2 separate regions of the Mus musculus genome follow, and region 1 is linked to region 2. A link is a contact called in public promoter capture Hi-C data. All regions are on one chromosome and are shown on one strand. Each heading gives the region's core, a stretch centred on a gene start, on an enhancer-like site or on the middle of the called end of the contact. The rest is flanking DNA. Distances are from core to core; before and after follow the strand shown. Region 1 has its middle 65 kb from the start of Gm36565. Region 2 holds the start of Igfbp3 (insulin-like growth factor binding protein 3).

Evidence for each region. Promoter capture Hi-C pulls out the DNA fragments that hold promoters and counts their contacts.
Region 1: a contact with region 2 is called in a promoter capture Hi-C map of the 3T3-L1 cell line, with 3 times the contacts expected there. The contact joins the enhancer-like site here to the promoter of Igfbp3 in region 2. A contact is called at or near these places in 6 of 39 promoter capture datasets (the 3T3-L1 cell line, embryonic stem cells, liver and 1 more), 6 of 484 Hi-C or Micro-C datasets (adipose-derived mesenchymal stem cells, brain, cortical neurons and 3 more), 2 of 115 datasets of contacts at active chromatin or transcription factors (both in embryonic stem cells) and 2 of 9 other capture datasets (adipose tissue and embryonic stem cells).

What each region holds. Positions count from the first base shown.
Region 1 is chr11:7,279,599-7,284,886 of GRCm38.p6, forward strand. No RefSeq gene overlaps it. Among named protein-coding and RNA genes, the nearest start is that of Gm36565, 65 kb to the left of the region's middle. Within about 2 kb of position 2,248, at least 18 of the 459 cell types and tissues checked have an H3K27ac peak or open chromatin away from gene starts, as enhancers often do.
Region 2 is chr11:7,209,920-7,215,647 of GRCm38.p6, forward strand. It overlaps Igfbp3 (insulin-like growth factor binding protein 3), which reads right to left and starts at 4,004. Exons shown (of 5, transcript NM_008343.2): 1 at 3,466-4,004; 2 at 100-326. The coding sequence starts at 3,871.

The DNA.
Region 1 (5,288 bases), core at 998-3,497, 68 kb after region 2:
AATAGTCAACATTTTTTTTCCTGTTGGTGGAGTGGTTGGTACAGAATCTTACTACATATCACTAGCTATCCTGGAACACACTGTGTAGACCAGGCTAGCCTTGAACACATAGATTTGCCTTCCCTTGCTAGGATTAAAGGTATGGCATATGCCACCATGTCTGCCTTGACAATCAGCTTCTGATTCAGTTGCACATTTTTAAGGCGGTGAGATCCACTGACTCCTGGTCTAATCATTATGCCCCTTCTGCTGCTTGCTTTTGGCTCGTGTTGCTCAATTGCTCTTTTCATGAAGTGGACATGAGATGTTTAGTGTTGTTGTTTAATGTATTTGGGATGCTACCAGTTTTCCTCAAAGCACTGTTTTGGCTTCATCCTTTATGACTTTTATAAAACTAAAAAAGATGTGCCTATTTGTTTGAAACATACTTCTCTAACCACGTCTCATGGTGTCATTTCACACATTTTTTTGAAGTGTGAAGTCCATCTGTCTGACCTCTAGGGGGCACCCCTTCTCATTTTGTGTTCTCCAATTCAGAAGATATTGGAAGTTTGCAAGCCAAAAGAACATGCTTTCCAAAGGTGAAACCTCCCCCCCCCCATGCTAAATGTTTTCACTACTCTCTTGTGACATAAAAAGCTCTTTCCTTTGTTCCTATTGAATGGCTGGAACATTCAACCTGTCAACGTTTTCTGACAGGCTGTGGCAGGCCCTTTGACCTCCTCTCTTCATTCTCTCTGGATTCTGGAAAATCATACCTCTCTTGGAACATGCTTTGTCTGTCCAGAGCATGTTCAGAACTTTTTTTTTTTTTTTTCTGGTACAAGTCAGAGACTTCAGACTCAAGTTTCGACCCATTTGTTGGAACTGTAGCTTAACTTCATACACAGAAGTAACTTTCATTATGATAGGTTCACTTCTGTGTTTGCCACGCCCCCCTCCCCCATTTTTGTTCTGTATCCTAAGTTCTGCTCTGTTCTGTTGAGGAAGTGGTTCTGGAGCTCCAGTGAATCACAGAGAGACAAGGGAGACACCATCTTATCACTGCGCCAGGGCAGGGGCTGCTGTTCAAATGAACCTTTGCTGGGTTACTTCCATTGGACCAAGTTCTTTGGGTGATGAATGTAATTGCAGAGATATCATGAGAAGAGAAAAGATATCAAGTGCGACCCCAGATATGACTCAGATTCCCTTAGGGGAGTCAGGGGGACTGAGCTTAATAAGAAAAGGAAACATAAGCTTACAGCTTAGGGAGACTGAGGCAGGGGATGAGAAGAGCCAGATAACATGTCTGTCACTAGAGACAGAAATGCCACCAGATGTCAAGTGATGCAAGTTGCTTTAGGGGTTGCCAAGGAGACTAGGCTAGCTCTAAATCCTCTGAGATGATTAAATCCATCTGAAGAAAGCTTGAGGCTGAGACTAAAAGAAGGAGGTGAGAAAGACCAAAGGCCTGGTACAAGTCAGGGAACGAACCCAGGGATGTAGTTTCTGTTGACATTGTGAGCAGTAACAGAAGCTCAGAGCATCCTGGACAGAGTTCTTCATGTTGCAGCTTCAGTTCTCTAAGCATTTGTCCAACTGGCAGGGCCAGTGAGGGAACAGCCAGTGAGGGTCCTTGCAGCGCTAGAGCCATACCTCCAGATGCTCCTGGCTGTCCCCTGAAGGCCACACTTGCTGCTGGGGCACGAGATATGATGAGCACAAGGAGAAAACTCTCCTGGGCTTACGAACTGGGTGTGACTAGAGAGAAGGTAGACGGCAGAGGTCCCAGTGTTCACTGATCCTCTCGACGTGGCACATCAGATCTCTAAGTGAAATCCCAAACATAGGCAATTGGTGTCTTTTCTTTTTTTGGTCAAGCCACATAACATCACGAAAAGTTGATTTTATTAGCTAACTGTGTATATAATTTTTTTTTCTACATATGCTTTGTAGGGTGTTTGGGGGTCTCTGAAATGACACAGGAGAAGTAAGCGACAGATCAATGCATCACAGCCACAGTATGTGGCTTCCTGAGCCACAATTAGATAAAAGTGTCCTGTTAAATTTTAGTCCCTGTTGGCACCGCTAATTATTAGTTTTTTGTTTACTTATATTCAATTATAAAAGAGAAAAGCATCTAGTCAGTTGGTCCCAGAAATAAATGAAGATAATGCAAAAGGAAGACTATGGAGAGGCAGTTGGGTTCCAGCTGTTCTGAATTTGAAATCCTTGAGTGTGGGAACAATAGCTTTGCAGTCACTGGAGTCTCGGGTTTCAAGCCATTAGTGCAGAATGCAAGCATAGACTTCAAACAACCAAAGAGAAGTCTATACAGGGAATTAGGATTACTCCCCAAAGTCTGCAACCCTGGATATGGCAAGTTCCCAGAGCACAATTGTTGCTCCTTAAGTAATTCTCAGAAAGATTTTGGTTTAGGCAAAAAAAAAAAAAAAAAGTCAATGCTTTTAAAGTTAAGAAAGGAAAATTGTAGCTGAAAAAGTGCAGGATGCAGAGGAATGTTAAAAATGGAAAAATCAGCCCAAGTTACACATCACAGAGTGATCAAAGCTTAAAACTGTTCAAAACCTTTTAGGCCGTACTCCTAGGTCATCTGAGTGCCAAGGTCAAGTCCAGGCAATTATTATACACCCTCTCATAAGGTGTTCTTCCCATTTTCTTCTGTATTTTCAAGAACTTAAACACAAACCGTAGTTCTTACCAAATATGAATGTCATGGCCAGCCACTCAAGTCAGATGCACTAATAGACAGGCACAGGTGGTTGTCACCTGCTAGTGTCTGTCATGTGCACATCTCCAGCTCTGGACCTCAGCCAGCCATGAAGGAGAGTGTCTGTGTAAGTCCCATTTTATGACACTGCCTTGGGTCTAGCTAGAGAGTAAGGTGCTGTTCAAAGCAGCTTTTCCAGGAGATGTGGTAGTTTGGATATGAAATGGCCCCCACAGGGTCACAGAGAGTGCCATTAATAGGAGGTACGTCCTTGTTGTAGTGGGTGTGGCCTTGTTGTAGGACGTGTGTCACCGGGGATGGCTTTTGAGGTTTCAGATGCTTAAGCCAGGCCCAGTGTCATTCTCTCTTCTTGCCGCCTGCTGATCTGGATGTAGAATGCTCAGCTACTTTTATCAGTGCTGTGTCTGCTTGCCTGCCAGCATACTTACCATCATGATGACAGTAGGTGACACTTCTGTGGTGTAAGGCAGCCAACCTTATAAGGTTTTGCTTCACAGCAATAGAAATCCTAAGTAAGACAGCAGTGGCTTAGCAGGCTCTAGCTTTCCTAATGCCTTGACTTTGGTAACCAAATCTAGCCCATCACTTTTCTTATCTGTGATGTGGAGAAAAGTTTCCACGTGTTGTTAGTGGGAGCACAAACGTTCTGTACTAGGCCATGTGTTCAATGGTGTATAGAAGGGGACCTGGTTTTGGAAACTGTCAAGCAGGCCTGATACCCTGTTTCTATTTACTTTGCATATTCACTGAATAAGAAAGGGCAGAAGAGAAACAGAAAGCAGGCAAGTGTTTCCCACAGCAGAGGTGACTCAGGAGCACATGCATTGCAAATGTAGGCAAGCGTGATGCCAAAGCTCCTGAGTAAGGGATCCACTCAGAAGAAATGTGGCTTAGATCAGCTCATCCTGCAGCCATTGGAGCCCTGACCATGGAAAATCTGATTCCAGAGGTCAGGGTAGGGCCAAGGAATCTGTGTTTGTAACCGGCTAGCCTGGTGTCGGTGAAGCTTTTCTTCCAGATTTCACATTTTGAGGAAACCCTAGGTCTGAGGAAAGAACAGGTCCAAGTAGGTGGAGTCAGAAAAACAAACAGAAATGCATGAGAGTATGTGCCCTACATTTAGAATGTAGATTTTGTTGAACGAAGTACAAAGCTTTTAGTACCATTGCCCTGGTGCTTTGTGGGAAATGGTCCTCAGCATAGGAGCAGAGGCTTAGTGGGAGGCTGCTGCAATGGATCGGAAGCCTATGGCTAGGGTCAGACTCAGCAGTAACAGCAGAGATGGGGGATTGGTGTTACGGCTCAGAAATGGTCCTGTCAGGGCTTGCCTGGGTCTGGGATCCAGCATGTGTAGGAGAGGAGGGCTGTAGATGAGGATTCTATGGTGGTGGTTCCTAATACATAGGTTGTGGCCCCTTGCGGGTGTCAAATATCAAATATCTTCATATCAGATATTTACATTATAATTCATAATGGTAGCAAAATAAAAGTTATGGATTAGCAACTAAATTAGTTTATGGCTGGGGATCACCACAACATGAGGAACTATATTAAAGGGTCGAAGCATTAAGGAAACATTAAGGTTGAGAACCACTTCTCTATGGGGTCTGAGCAACCTGCATTTGCTTCTCTGGCCAAACTCTATGTGGTGCTTATGAACACCACACAGTGAACAGGAAGAACTGTGTGGTAGGGATTAAGGGAATCATTTTTATTGCTCTCCTAGCTGTGGGACAGAGGGATAGCAAAACATCTGGCACACTAGCCCAGTGCATCATGCCTGGTTGCGAGCTCTCTGAAACTCCTGACTGCAGATATAAGACCTTCTAGGCTGCTCTGGCTTTCAGTTAGTCTTCCCCACATGGTTCAAGGATGGGAAACTCGCTCAACCATCTTTTTGCGACATCCCCTCCACGTAGCAGTGCACACTATCTAGAAATCACTGTTATCTTGTTTGTTTTGTTTTTGAAATAGAGTCTCAGTTCTTAATCCAGGCTAGGCTTAAATTTGTCATATATCCCAGGTGCCACTGAACTTATAACCCTCCTGCCCCAGCTTCCTGACGAGAATTATGTGTCTGGCCTATGAAAGCCACTGTTTTGGTATTACCTCTAATAGTCACCCTTGGTGGTTGTTGGAGTCATGTTTAAATGGGATGATGTGACAAAGAAATAAAAAGAGCATAGACCTTCTGCCAAATCCGGGTTTCTATCTTTGTTTCCTCATTTGAGATAATATTATTTAATTCTGCTGTAGCTTTGGGGTGTTTGTTTGTTTGTGTTTTACATTTGAAGATGAAGTTAGCACCAGTGCACAGCCTTTGAAAGATGAAACGAGTCAGAGCATCAGGAGGGTGTGTTCATCTCAAGGTCTGTGTGGAAAGGGTCCTTTCCTTTTTATTAATGTCTCCATTCAGTTGTTGTAAAACTGCTCTGTGAATTGCAAATTATTCTGCAAGTGAAAGATGTGGCTATGCACTCCTAAGGTTTCCAGCCCAGTTCAGAGCTCCTGTCTTTGACTGTTTTTATGTCTCACAGCTCAGCCATAGCTTGTC
Region 2 (5,728 bases), core at 2,754-5,253:
CTGCCTACCTATGAACCAGGCCCCTGGGACTTGCTGCACAAAGGCTGTCTTGGGGTGTTTCCTACTCCCCTTGCCCCCAACTAAAGAAAAAGTTCTCACGTATTCTGTCTCCCGCTTAGACTCGGAGGAGAAGTTCTGGGTGTCTGTGCTTTGAGACTCATAGTCAACTTTGTAGCGCTGGCTGTCCCTGGCGTGGCCTTTTTTGATGACATCCATCTTGGCATGGAGTGGATGGAACTTGGAATCGGTCACTCGGTGTGTGCTGGGGACAACCTGGCTTTCCACACTCCCAGCATTGTGCTCCTCCTCGGACTCACTGATGTTTCCTGGGAGAGAATATGGGTTAAGGAAATGATTAGTACTGACAGTGGGATGATAACCTTGTCAGGGGCAGGTCACACCTACAAGGCAATGCCATTCAACAATTCTTAGTATGCTAAGAAAAGGACAATTGCAAAAGCATTCTAGAATACCGCCTGATGCACGGTGACTGCTTTACTTTAGGAAGCCATCAATTTGAAAGTCACTCTGTGGAATGTGTTTATGAGACAGCTAGCTCCAAGCCCTTCCATAGAGGAGAAAGCAGCAGGCTCCGCCTGCTACCAGCAGGGGGCAGTCACGCCCCATGGGATGCTGCTGTGAAGCTGACCAGAAAACAGGACTCCAAATGTGCTTCAGCCCTGGGCACAGCTGTTGGGAGGTGGGGGTGGGGGTGGTGAGGGGTGTGTGGGAAAAGTATATTTCATTCTCTACCCATTGTCAACAGCACACCGTTCTGGGGATTCTGTCATCCGCCTGCTCTGGTTTCATGTTAAATATCTCACTTCTGGGACCCATAAGCAGGCATGCTAGAGAAGTTTATTTCTGAGGAGCTTGTACATCTTTCAACTTCAAGGTCCATGTGGAGTCTGTGTTTTGGGTGGGAGGGGCATCTTCTTGGGTGCACCCTCTCCCCCTTCAGCAGTGGAGCACACAGAATACAGATAGCACCAACGTATCACCCACAGCTTAGACCTCTAGGTGCTAAAGTGTATTCAATCCTTGAAGATGGGGAGAGGGGAGGCGGGAAGAAAAGCCTCCTAGCTTTCATAACCCAAGGTGCTAAGGGAGCCGGTCCTAACTGATAGGAACGCTGGAAGGTGAACAGATTAATTGAATCTAAGTATGTGACTAAATTTGTGGCTGACCACTCCATTTGCAGTAAGATATCCCCCCCGCCCCAGGGGGGACCCAAGGCCAGATAATTGGCCCCCAACTCTCAACTCTGAGCTTTACAGCTTTAGGTTTAAGCTTCAGATCATGACCATAGAATTCCTTCCCTCCTGACAAAGGGGCTTTAATAGCTTTCTGAGCATGGAGTCCCAGTTGGCATCTGGTTCTGAATTTATTCTGTCTGGGTGCAAAGTTCAGGGCCCCAGCTGGCCTCTCTTTTTTGATTTGGCCTCTCAGGAAATGCCAGGCTGAGGCATCCTGCCCACGAGGAAGCTCTGGGCCTCTGGCCAAGAGCTAATGCTTCGTTTGCTAGAAACCGTCGGAGGTCGCAGCTTCTCCCATCTCTCAGAGGAACTGGCGTGCAGGATCCCAGAAGGCCCTCTTGCCCAAGGAGCCTGAGTTTCTCATCTACCAAACGGCTCCCTGAGACTCGGCTGCAAACCCTCAATGACCTCTTGCCCCCGCAAGCAAAATTCCTCGGGTCTAGACTAGCACCTGGCGGAGGAGAGCCATGATTCAATTTGTAGACTTGGTTTCAATTTGCTTGAATCTTTGTGGGTTTTTTTTTTTTTGAAAGTACAGGGACAAAGGAAATGCTAATATGTAAATGATTGTATTTGTATTTATCTTCCAAGAAGCTGAGTAATTTCTTAAACGTCCCTTTTTTCCTTCTCTTTGTTCTCCTTAGATAGCTGACTACAATAGAACTATTAAATAGGGAATTGTGAATTGTGTCACAGAACTATATTTTTTCCTTCAATGGATATTGAAGCCTCCAAACTCTTTTGTAATTAAAGCTCACATCAATTTTTACTACAGTGTTCAATGGTGATTATTAATAGAGGTCATTAAGGCTTAACTCAAAATAGCAATGCTAGTATTTCTTAAGATTGCTTTTGGTATACCACAGAACGCACTAGAAGTTAAAGACACACAGGCAAATGGCATGATTTTGCCTTTGTCTGAGTCAGCGAAACAACTGGAATCTTGCTTTGCCAGGAATCCAATGCTTCTCGGGGATGAACATACCAGGACTTGCCTGTACCCGGGAGTGTAGGTCAGCAGCCACAGAAATCATAAAGAGACTCTCTACCCAGCTAGCCCTGGTCCTGGGGGCTCGATCTGCACCATCTGCCAGCCTGGTGTGGGAAACCGGAGAATTCTAGCCTTCAGATGTTCAGGGCAAGAACTTGACTCACATAACTAAGCGAGACTGGCTAGGAATGCTGGCCATTTAGAGCAACAGCTAAGAATGCTGGCCATTTAGAGCAACAGCTGCCAAATCCATTTAAATGTTTCTGTTTTGTTTTGTTTTTTCCTTAAAGGAACGAAGGATGCCCTTAGAGTGACTGCCTGCTTGGTAGGGCTTGCAGCAGGAGAGGTAACTGTTAAACGTTTGCATTTTTCTCATTGGCGCTGTCGCTGTCCCCACTGCTGCTGCTGCTGCACCTAGGTCGAATTAGAAAGAGTAACATTCCTGGGTCGTACTTCGCATTTCTAGTCTCTGCTTTGGCAGGGAACCGGCCTGAGTCTGCATCCTCTGCACCAAATGCAGTCTCTGAATCTGGAAGGCGCTGCTGCAGAGCATAGGATGGCGCCTATGGGGCCCGAACCGGGCTCAAACCTTTTTGCAGCTCCTGGTGACACTGAGCAGTTTTGAACTTTAGGTTTCACAGTTTCAAAGACACCAGTGCTCTTAATTTCATCTCGTTAGTTTTTGGATAAATTGGGACACAATCCTGCGTTGCCAATTAGCCCGTGCAAATGATAGGATGTTTCAAGACAGGTACTGTTTCCAACAGCGTGGCTGCCTGCAAATACCTTCATGGTCCGGATCCAACCCGGGATTCCTACACTCAAGCTTCCCTGGGATAGACGCGCTCCTTCCCAATTTATGAGGAATGAAAACCCAGGTCAACAGCTGGGTTACACAGACCTAAACCTGGGTATCCCCGCTCAGCGAGGAGACTCTCCAGTGACTGGGATCTGTCCACTGGCAGTCTCCCTTGCTACCCGCTCGTCCTGGCACTGAATTCTACCTATTTTCACAGAGCGCATTTTGCAACTTATAAGAAAAGCTGTACTTTGAGAACCAAGCAAGAGGAAAAATGGGTTCAGTGCCTCACTCCGCCTCCCAGGGTCCATTTTCCAACCTTCAATATGAGCCAAGACAAACATCTGAAGATACACTCCCTGCCACCCTCGTCGGGTCCCAGGGAGTTGCGCGTGGCGCACGTGGCAGGGACAGCTTACCTGGAGCAGGTTGGGAGGGGAGGTAGGTGCTTAGGCTGCCTGCAGCGCTGGCGTTGGCGCAGAACCCGCGGCCATTCAGCAGCGCCCTCAGCGGGTACTGCTCCGCGGGCCGCGGCTGGCAGCGGAGGCCGGTGCCACAGCGCTCCGTGTAGACGCCGCACGCGTCGCCTTCGCGCAGCGCGCAAGTCAGGCAGCAGCCGCAGCCGGGCTCTCGCACCAGCTCCGTGCACGCGGGCGCGGTGGGCGGAGGCGCGCACTGGGACAGCGCACGCGCGTCGCACGGTTCGCAGCGCACCACGGGGCCCGCGCCCACCGCGCCCGCGCCAGCTCGCGCCACCGGCGGTCCGCGGAGCAGAGTGAGGGCAGTGAGCGCAGCCGCCCAGAGCGCGGGGCGCGCGGGATGCATGGCGCCGGGTGGACGGCTCGGTGGAGGGGAGCGGAGTGGAGCACGCGGGATGAGGCGGCGGGATGAGGCGGCGGGATGGGAGCAGCGAGCAAGCAGGTCCTCAGCGCCCAGTCGCCGCTCTAAGCTCGCATCTGGGCAGCCCGGGCGCGCAGGCCGATATATAGAAGCCGGGGTGGCGGAGGACACGCCCCGGAACGGCGAGGGTGGGGGGTGGGCCGGCGCAGGCTCCGCTCCGGGGCCCGCGCCTCCCGACGAAGCGGGAACGAGGACGGGGGCGCGCTGCGCGCGTCTTCACCGGGCACCTGCTCTCTGTGCGCACGCCCTGTATCAGGGCCACCTCTTCACGGGTAACCACAGGCGCTCCAGGCCACCTTGCGTCTCTAGAGTCCCAGCCACTCCAGGGACTCTGGTCTTCTCTTCCTTCAATGACTCCCAGCCAATTTGGCGTCCCGGACCCTATAGCCCCTCCCCCTGGATGGCTGGCTAAGCTGGCCTTTCCAGGGATGGTTTATGTTTGGGAAGCTGGCCCGGACCCATTCAGCGCCTGTGTACTTTGTAAAGTTCCCGCAATGGAATTCCTCGTGTAGGGTATGCTGTATTAGGCATTTCCCAGCGAGAACGCGCAGATCACTTTGAGGTCTGGAGAACCTTAGAGCTCGAGGTTTAAATCTGCACCACGGGCCACTTTAGCTCCCAGAGTCTCAGCACCGCACAACCTCACGCTGACAGCTATGGGCGCAAAGGATTTGCTTTTCAAGGAGGTAGGGACTCAAAATACTCAAATACGTCGTTGCACTTTCCCAGATAGGAGTGAGGACAGTTTTTTTCTTTTTAAAGATGAGAAGTTCCTCTAGTTCTTGTTTGGGAGAATCTTTTTAGCGGACGCATCTGCGTTAAAATAACTACTGAGACACTGAAGCATGCATGATTAGTAGCCAAGCAGCCCTTAAAATGAATACTGTTCACAACGAGTTTTAGTCATCGTTGGACCCCTATACCAACTTCTGATGTGCTCCAGTGCAGACTGGAGTTCTTGCTAATCCGTTCATTCTGACTTGAAATCCAGGCGCAATAGCGCAGCTATTGAGTTCTTTTGTACGAGTCTCTCCAAAGTCTGCACGCTCCTCCTATAGGTGACCAACAGAGGACGCTGGTGGTCCAGAATTGAATCGACAGACTTCGCGGTTTATTTATTTATTTAAAACAATTCGTGGATGAGTGGTGGGAACTTGAGAGACCGACTTGGAAGGAGACTTTCCTGGATACTCTTGAGTTGTTTACCATAGGCTGGGGAGATTGTCTTTGGGGAGATCTGTGCAATTTTATGCAGGAAGCAAATTAAGACGACTTCCCCCACATATCCCTCCGTCTATCATGTATATCTTATCTGGTGAAGTGGACATTCATCCACCCGTGTGTCTTTACATCTCCCTGTATCTGTGGCTCTCTCTACAAATTTATATCCCCTTTAAAAAAATTATGTCTTAATTTTAGTAAAATTTAGTTCTCCCTTATTTGATACTATAAATAAGAATGATAAAATTTTGGACCTTTACAAAGAAAAAAATATGAGACCCGTGAAGGCCAGAGCTGCCAAGACACAGCACCCCCAGTTTTTGCATTATTCCTTCCTCATAGAGTTTAGGTCGTGGCTAGAGTTAACACAGTCTACCAGAAAGTGTCCCAGTTGTTCCTTCTTTTTTCCCTATGTACTAACGCTGAAGAACAGGGCCTCTGACTTCATTGGAAAATTGAAAGAAAAAAATCCCCTAGGGTTACACTTGTTCTTTAAATAACCACAGAGACCTTGACTCCAAAATTAGAACAAGGTTTAGTATCAAAAGTGATTCTAGATGT